2 separate regions of the Mus musculus genome follow, and region 2 is linked to region 1. Evidence: chromatin contacts called from public HiChIP or PLAC-seq data. All regions are on one chromosome and are shown on one strand. Each heading gives the region's core, a stretch centred on a gene start, on an enhancer-like site or on the middle of the called end of the contact. The rest is flanking DNA. Distances are from core to core; before and after follow the strand shown. Region 1 holds the start of Enthd1 (ENTH domain containing 1). Region 2 holds the start of Sgsm3 (small G protein signaling modulator 3).

The links. HiChIP or PLAC-seq counts read pairs in DNA pulled down with a chosen protein or histone mark.
Region 2: a contact with region 1 is called in a FOXA1 HiChIP or PLAC-seq map of pancreatic cancer cells. The contact joins the promoter of Sgsm3 here to the promoter of Enthd1 in region 1. A contact is called at or near these places in 4 of 39 promoter capture datasets (fetal liver, liver, pre-B cells and 1 more), 1 of 115 datasets of contacts at active chromatin or transcription factors (pancreatic cancer cells) and 2 of 9 other capture datasets (macrophages and pancreatic islet).

Annotation. Positions count from the first base shown.
Region 1 is chr15:80,558,631-80,563,193 of GRCm38.p6, forward strand. Enthd1 (ENTH domain containing 1) reads right to left here and starts at 1,840. Exons shown (of 6, transcript NM_001163189.1): 1 at 1,374-1,840. The coding sequence starts at 1,722.
Region 2 is chr15:80,975,510-80,980,072 of GRCm38.p6, forward strand. Sgsm3 (small G protein signaling modulator 3) reads left to right here and starts at 2,256. Exons shown (of 22, transcript NM_134091.2): 1 at 2,256-2,356.

The DNA.
Region 1 (4,563 bases), core at 590-3,089:
TTGATATAGATATCACATCTTATAATAAACAACTTTATAATTATACATACTTTATATAAATGACCCTATATTTTATAATATACATGTGTGTGTGTGTGTGTGTGTGTGTGTGTGTGTATATACATATATATATATATATATATATATGTATATATATACACATATGTTACAATTTGTATGGTATATGCATTATATCTCAACAAACCTTTTCATAAAGAGGAAAGATAAAAAGAAACAAGCTTCCAACCTATGGAAGGATCTGGAAGAACCGTGGGGTATCCTGCCAATGAAAGAAACGAGTCTAAAGAAGTTTTACATCTGGAAAAAGTAAAACTATAAAGACCAGTGGCATCCAGGGCAAAGAGGGTGAGGGCAGGTCACAAGGCATCCTCGGGGAAGCGAAAGACCCTGTGTTATACTGGGTGGTTGACACAGGACAGTATGTCTTTCCAAAACCTACAGAACTATGATACAACTAAACTGAACATCAGTAGTAGTGTCAACACTGGCTGCCACTTGTAGCAAGTGTACCTCACTGATCTTAGAAACTGGAGAGATGATGTTTTGGTGGAGAAGGGTTCATAGAAACTATTTTTGTCTCATTTTTTCATTTCTTTAAAGTTATCATTTTAAAATGCAGTAACCATGGAGAGTAGAGTGAACTGTATTTTCTTCTTATGACTTAAAACCTATCACTTTAGGCACAATTATAACTTTGCATTTCTAACACAAAGGAAAGGAATGTTGGCTCTTTTCTTTGCAAATTTGGCACCAATCCACTTCAATACTCTATACCATCTTCCTATGCCATCGCCTTTCTACACCCAGAATTATCTTAAGACCTGAATTTCTGTGCTTCAGTTAAGTGAGCTCATCTCCATAGCCTTCGGAGATTCCAGAGTCCCTAGAAACACTTCCCTAGTTTATGACTAAATTCCGACTTAATTATACTCGTGAATTACAGTGACATCAACACACAAACGGCAGCGTCTCCTCTCTTCATTTGCTGTATTTACTTTTCTGTGAGGCGTCACTGGATCAGGACCTGCGTGTGTTCTGTGCTCTTTTGAAAACAAACACACTCTTCTCCCAAGTGCCACAGTCAATCAGAGGACGGAAATGAGAACCACAGCGGTCGGAGGAAAACAGTGGCTGGGACATCTAAGGACAACTCTTTAAGCCCAGGGTGATAACAGGGTGCACATCAACCTAGCGCGAGGGAGGTTGGGACTGGAGGGCAAGCTCAGGACAGCCTAGGCTACATCACAAGGCACTCAAAAATTGAGAACCGCCTTGCTCCAGTTGAAGATTTAAAACACTGCTATACACGCCTGTCCTTACAGGCACACTGTCGAATTTTTACAAACTGTTACCTTGGTCTTTGCCCGCTTCATCTATGTGTTGAAAATCCTTTAGCATTTGAAGGTTACAGACGCCCTCTCTGCAATACTGAATAACTTTCCTGGAGCCGTTCTTGATGAGGTAGTCCATCAGGGCGAGGGATTTGTACACGTGGCGCCAGTTCTTCCCGTGGTCGCTGAGTCGCTGCCACAGCATGTGCATGATCTCCGAGAGGGAGGCCGCATTGAAAGTCATGTCACTGATAGCTAACATCAGAGAGCTAGAGGGGCCCCAGGGGTCATTGGAAGTTGCTTCCCTGACTTTTTTTTCGGCATCTGAGTAATTTTTCACGAAGTTCTTCACTTGCCTCCTGAATGACATAGCTACAGTGAGTCTGAGGAGGGGGTGGAGGTGGGTGAGAGCGATGGGTCAGGAGTGACTGGTTTACAGAGCGCCTGACAGATTCGTCCCAAGTTCTGCCGCTCTCAAACACAAATGATTCATCTCCACCTGGTAAAGTATCGATTTCCTGCAAGGAAAGTACAAAAAATGTGGTGTAAGTTCCTCAAAAAAAAAAAAAAAAAAAATGTCTACAGGAGACCAAGTTAGTCTGAAAAAAAAAAAAATTTTAGTTTCCAAGAAAGCCTGTCACATCACCAGCCTGAGGAAGGAAAGGACTCTATATAGGTGTGCTTAGGATAAACACGGGAAAATCCCTCACAAGACTGACCTCAGCTATCCAGAGAATATAGGTAGTCTATCTGCTCCTAAAAGGTTCTGCAGAAAATATTGCTCAGCTCCCTTGACAAGGAGTACGAGTTTAAAGACGTACACACAGAGGAGACAGATTCATAGTTCAGGGGGAATTTGCACTCTGACACCTCTTTCTTAACAAAAGCTGTTGTTATACACACTGTGTCCTGGAAATAATTTGAATGGTGGTGAAAATTGAGTGTGAGGTCCTCCTCGTACCCAGAACCCTGTTCCCTGCAGAACCATGAAGCACTCTGATCAAACCTGAGTAGGTGCTGCTCTCTGGTCTATCTAGAGAGCCGGCGTTAAGATAAATACTCTACCTCCTGTGGATTACAGCTAACACAGTATCCAAAGCAGCATCTTAGCCTAGCAAACTAGAGGGAAAGCTTCGATTACTTTCTTTACTCGCTTTCAGGGAAAAAAAGGTGTGGTTTTAACATTCAACAGTATCAAAGTGCTATTTATAAATGACATGGCGTGAGGAACTCCCTTAGGCCTGGAGTGATTAGCAGGAGTCTGACAGCTTCCCCATACATAGAAGAGGAAGCATTTAGGTTAATATAAAAACGCATTCAAACTTAAACCGGTACTCGGCCCTAAGAATTCGCAAGATACTTGAGAATTACCAGTTTCTGATTTACATGAAACTCCCTTCCTCTTTTTCATTACTCTGCAGGAAGGTGAGTCACTTAGTTTGTAATTTCTCTGGTGATTCACCTCCGACAGGGACAAAGGCACTGTGCCAAATTGATTTCAAGCCCTGATGAGCATCCAGACCCAACGAAGTCTAGATGAACTATAATCAGATTTTGCTATCAAAGCTGCACCCATCCAAAAGAAAGAAAAAAAAATCAAACTCATAACGACTGTTTGGTATTTTTAGTTTTGTTTCCTTGGCCTCCTCAGCTTCTAGCTCACGCCTGATTAATCTGTGTATCAAGGGAAAACATAATTTTCAGATGCATGGTTAAATGAACTATCACCTTAAAAAAACAAAAAACAAAACCAGATCATTAACCCTTTCAGCCCCTCTACCTTTTGATTTAAACCCAATGCAGTCTGAAATAAATTAGATACAAAATATAATTGCTTTAATAAGATTTCTCAGAAAGAGACCATATCCTATGAAGAAAAAGAAAGTGTGTTTCTGTGATGTTCTGGTTGTCTCGTATGCACCCGGAATGTGAACATTTCGTCTGACTTCCTCCTGCAGTGAAAACCTGATTTATAATGGTTCAGCACACTATTAAAATTTTCAATTTCTACTGTCCTTTTTCCCCTCCACCAAACTCACTCAATGCAGAGCTGCACCATAACACCAGCCTAGAATAACAAATATTGATCCATGTCTTCACAGATCTATTTTTTCTTTAAAAAAAAAACTGCCTTAGAATTATAACTTGCTGGAATTGAACAGTTGTTAAAAACTCTTTTGTTTTTATGGCTACCTATCTATATTTTGGAAAGACTGCATTTATTATTCATTTTTCCTATATTCTCTAAACTGCATCCTCAAATTTTGGAAGCATTTTCGTAAACAAATTTTCTGTTTTCTGAAAAAAAAAATTAAGAGCCTTCTAACCCAAAACAGTAGTTTAAAATGGATGTGCCTAACACCGTGTCAAAACTAAATACACTCTCAACTGTTACAACAAAGAAAAAAAAGTCTAGATAGGTCAATTAATATCACTTGTCACACAGAGTGCCATGAACATATAATGAGGCACCATTCGGCCATAAAGAATTCAGTAGCTGGTGTTAGTTGTACATATTGTGAGCTGATTATGTTTAAGACACTCAGCTATAGAGAAATGCTGTTTCCTGTTTCCTCTAGGTAACCTGTGGATTGTAATTACAGTCATGTGCTGCACAGATGCCTCAGGCAAGGATGTCATACATGATTGTGGTCACACAAAATTACATCACCTAGTGACATCATAGCCGTCTGAGACTGGGTAAGGACACCCTATGTCTGTGTCCATCTAATTGTGCATGTCTCAGGATGTGCCCCTGTCATTAGGCTCCTTGTGACTATATGGCATCTGAGACAAAAATCGGTGGCAAGGAGGCAAGTTTCCACACTTGACTCTCAGTTGTCTGGCCACCTGTGTCACCATCACACTGGGAAATAAGAGGGAGAAAGGCAATTCATGTCTCCGATTCATCATCCCTCTGATCTCTTATCTCACTGTAAAGGTCATCCCATAATACTCTGCTCAACACCCAATTGATCTCCTTTTTGGCACTTAGATTTCTTTCATGACATTTAAAATAATATGTACTTAACTACTTCTTGTTTGATTGTGGCAAATAATGTCAGACTAGAAGCTCCCGAAGGGTTGAGACCTTGACCTGCCTGTCTTACTTACCACTGCAATCCTACATACAAGGACCACCTAGCCATGGTGGGAACGCAGGACACATGAGAAGATAGAATGACCAGATGACTAAATGAGTCTGCTGTGG
Region 2 (4,563 bases), core at 1,006-3,505, 420 kb after region 1:
ATTCAAAGAACTCTATGGCAGTCTTTGGTTTTAGCTGGTGAGGCTTCTCCTACTTTGCATTATGAGGCAGGTGCCAGTTTTCTCACACACGTGCAGCTTGGCTGAATTATGTCAATACACAAGGTCCCGTCTTATGTGTATTTGACACTGCTAAAACTGAAAGGAGCCTTGCCTGGGCACTGATGGTCCTAGGAGCATTAAACAGTTTTTTGTGTGCTTGTTTTCTTTCTCCTCTTTCTGACTAACAGCCTTTCCTGTAGCCTAAACATATTTGCACAGTTCTTACGTAGCATTTTGAAATAAATGTTTCATAAGGCAGACTTGATGGCACACCCCCTTAACCTCAGCAACTTAGAAGGCAAAGGCAAACAATCTCTGGGAGTTTGAGGCCACCCTGCTTTACACAGGGAACTCCAGGTCAGCAAAAGGTATGTGAAGAGACCATGTTAAAACATGAAAACTGAGCCGGGCAGTGGTGGCACACACCATTAATCCCAGCACTTGGGAGGCAGAGGCAGGTGGATTTCTGAGTTCGAGACCAGCCTGGTCTACAAAGTGAGTTCCAGGACAGCCAGGGCTACACAGAGAAACCCTGTCTCGAAAACAAACAAACAAACAAACAAACAAACAACAACAACAACAAAAACAAACAAAAATCAAAAAAACAAAAACCACACGCAAAAACTGAGGGGCTAGAGTTGGCTCAGTGATTTAGTGATTAAGAGCACTTGTTGCTTTAACAGAGGACCTGAGTTCAATCCCAGCTTCCACGTGGTGACTCAGGACCATCTGTAACTCCAGTTCTAGCCTCCTCAAGCGCCAGGCACCATGGTACATGTATACTCATGTGGGCAAAGCACTAATACACATACAATAAAACACATGCATCTTTCAATTTTTAATGTGTGTGCTGGGGATGAGTCACACAAATTAAAAGGGTGCTGTGACTGAAAAGACAAACAGACTACTTAGGTAATCAACACAGATTCCATGTTACCACTTCCTAGCTCCTGTTATTTCCATCCGGGTCCTTCTCTAAACACTTCCGTCAGAAAGTCAGCCGTGCCTGTTTGCTAGCAGTCACCACCGTGGGGCTTTTTTGACTGTTGGCGTTCCCTCATAGAAGGAGGGACTGAAGAGGGCAACTGTCTGCCCCTTCCCACCCCAGACTTGAGATTACAGCTGCTCCTCACAGCCATTGGAGGCAGTTCTACCCTAATTGCACATGACCTCAAAAATCTCTGGATGCGCCGGGTCATATATGCTTCAGGGGCTCCATGTCCTCCTGAGCTGTGGGGAAGCCATATTCCATTTCGGGTGAAGACGGCAGTATGGCTGCATGTTACCCATGCTCCTGTATGCAATCTATCATCTATGCTCTGTAAGTAAGCCTAACAGATTCATTGGCTCTCCAGGTTGAACTTTGCTGAGATCGTACTTCGATTCGTCATTGGCACCTTATAAGGATCTGGTAAATATTTAAGTCTCTCAGGGAAGGAATTTTTGAAACAAATGAGAATAACATTCATTCTGCATTCAGCCCATTCCTGTGCTTGGGTGATGTGAAAAACCTGCTAATGTGCTTTGTAAGCTGTTTATTGTACGGCCAGGTCATGACTGAGTCCACCTTGCGGTTTGTAGAGTTTGCTTCATTGACCTGGGCACAAGTACGAACCAACACTTCAAACCGGTGTTGGTCGCAGTCAGTGTCTTTTCAGATTTGGCTGAGATGTCCCTTTAATGCTGTTGATAGCCTTTCTGAAATGAGGGAGGGGGGGGGGGCGGGTTCAGATTAGATTCCTTGCCAGCAGTGACAGTGTCAGCTGCCATCTTTCTGGATTGTTCTTTGGTGCTGTGTTTAAACGTTTTCCATACACATTGAGTTCTCACGGAAACCGTAAGTTCCGGGTTTTTATGGATGCGCAAAATGTTACGAGTGACTCAAAAGCAGGTGCTCAGGTTCCACACACCGCTTCCTTCTTAGTCATGACCTCAATCAATTACTGCTTTCCCCAGGGCCTGTGACTGATGGAAAACTAGATTAATCTGGTCTAGAAGCCAGCTCTGTGAGCCTGAAAGAGAAGACCAGTTTCTGGACTTGTGCACTGACTCCATCCTGACTGCTCCCAAACAACCACGAGTTGCTTGCATCACAGACCGGGTGCCTGGGGTACCTACCTCTAAAGGACGCCTGGAACCTGGGATGGGCCAGTCTTCCCGCGAAACTACAGCCCCCAGCATGCCCCACGGCCACCGGCTCTGCGGCCCGCGCGTGCGCAGAAGGGCAGCAGTGCGCGCCGACTAGGAGGCAGCTGCTAGCCTGACCTGCCGAGGTGCTGAGGTGGCCGCGAGACAGGTGAGCGGTGCGCGAGTCTCCGAGTCTCCGGGCCGGCGAGGGGGACGCTCACCTGCCTCTTGAGTGGAGGCCGCGGGGTACGGGCTGAGGGGAAGGCGGCGGGGAAGGCGCCGCCTCAGGCGGGGGCGGCGAGCCGCCGCGGCGTGGCTGCTCCCACGGCGACCCGGGACGCGCGTGACAGTGACAGACCCACCCCCTCCGGCGGCTCCCGGCGACCCGGAGGAACTGCGCCTGACGCAGCGGCGGGCGTCTCGGCAGGTGGCAACTCTCCCTCAGAGCCGACTTAGCTGTTCCCCTGGAAGACTCGGGTTCAGTGCCTAGGCCGAGTGTTAGCAGCGGGGAAACTGAGGCGGACGTGTAGGCAGGGGTCGCCTCGTGTGCTTCCGGTTAGAGGTCCTGAAATTACCCTGAGATTTAGGTGTGGGTCCCGACTGCTTTCATAGGGCAGTAATAGGAAATACAGATGCTTTAAAGTTTCCTTGTCAGTGACAGATTGTGCCGTGTCTTCCCGTCTCATGATGCATAGGAAATTTATGATGGGCTATGGTGGGTTTGTTTTTGTTTTTGTTTAGGTTTTTGTTGGTGTTGGTGGTGAGTTTTTAGAGATGACAGGGGAGTGGGTATTATCTGTCTGTCTGTCTGTCTGTCTGTCTATCCGGTTCCTTAAAAGAAATCTTTCTAGGTAAATTCATGTTTGTAGCCCAGGCTGGCCTCAGACTCCGAGCTCTGCCTGCTTCTGCTTTCCAAGTGCCGAACTGAAGGTGTGCGCTCTCAAGCCTCCAAATTCACATCTTCAACCGGACTACTTTTCAGTTTCATCTTTTTTTCTTTGTAGCTTTTCTGACTGTGCTGGTGACTGAGTTTTCAGGCACGCACAGTTCCTGGTTCTTTTCCCCCTTAAGCCCTCTGTTAGCCTCCAGCTTTCTTCTGACTCCAAGCATTAATGATCAGTTTCCCATACTCTGTTCCCCGTGACCTATGTGTGTGCTGCTGCTGCTGCTACTGTTGTTGTTGATTATTCCATATGGAACCCAGGGCCTCCCTCCACTACTGAGCTGTCCCCAAATCCTTAATGTAGCTTCTTCATCATTATCTCATCTTGGTTTTTTGGTTGATTGGTTGATTGGTTTTAAACTTTTAAAATTTAATTTTTTTAAATGTGTGTGTGTTCATGAGTGCATGACCTGCAAAGGTCAGAAGATGGCTTTAGATCCCCAGGAGTTAGAACAGCGGTGAGATTGTTATGGGTTCTGAGAACCAAATTTGACTTCTCTGCTAGAGCAGTATTCATTCTTAACCGTAGAGCTATGGCTCCACCCCTGATTGTTGCTGGTGTTGTTTGTCCCTGGCTAGCCCGAAGCTTTCTGTGTAGACTAGGCTGGTCTTCAGTGATCTTTCTGTTTCTCTGACTCGTAGATGTTGGGATTAAAGCATGTGTCAACACATCCAACTCCCTGTCCTTTTTAACCACAGATATGTGTGGTCTATGGTAGAGGGGAGGTGTTTTGGCTGGTGTATATGACCCCTGGATCAACATTAATTTAATAAGACTGTGGGGAGTCCTGGATGTGGCTTGGGTACAGTGCTGGTTGACAAAAGTAAACCTTTTGTTTAGTTCCTAGCAAGAAGAAGGTTGTGAGCAAGTAGTTGCCACCACATAAAAATGTGTTCACCCTCTTTCTTTGTGAATTTGGGAACTTGTCACATTGACAGACGGATGAACTGGGGTAGCATGTCATGGAAGTGAGGGAAGTTCTGAGAAAGAGACTGAGGAGAACTCTGCTGTTGCAGGGCTGTCTTCCTGTGCCTGGAGGGACTGCAAGAGCATCCTGCTGGCTCAGAGTCAGACAAAATGTTCTCTGTTTGTGTTTTCTCCTTATTTCTTCTTTGTTCTCAATGAAGATATGGCAGAAGCCCAAAACCTTGTAGATTTGGTGACTTAACATAAGATTCATCAGCGTGTTCTCCAGACTCTGCCTGTTATTCAGCGGGTAACAGCAGTAATTTTCCATAGCAGCCATTCATGGGCTCAGACTGTCATAAGGAAGTGGGACTAGCACAAAGGGTGGTACACAGAAGAAATAAAGATCCTGTTTGTCATTGCATATAACACAAACTCGGACAGGAAATCCGTACAGGACAGCTAGGTGGGAGAAGTTAGACACAGGAGTGTGGCTTCTATTTGCAGTAATATTGTTGAATCTCTT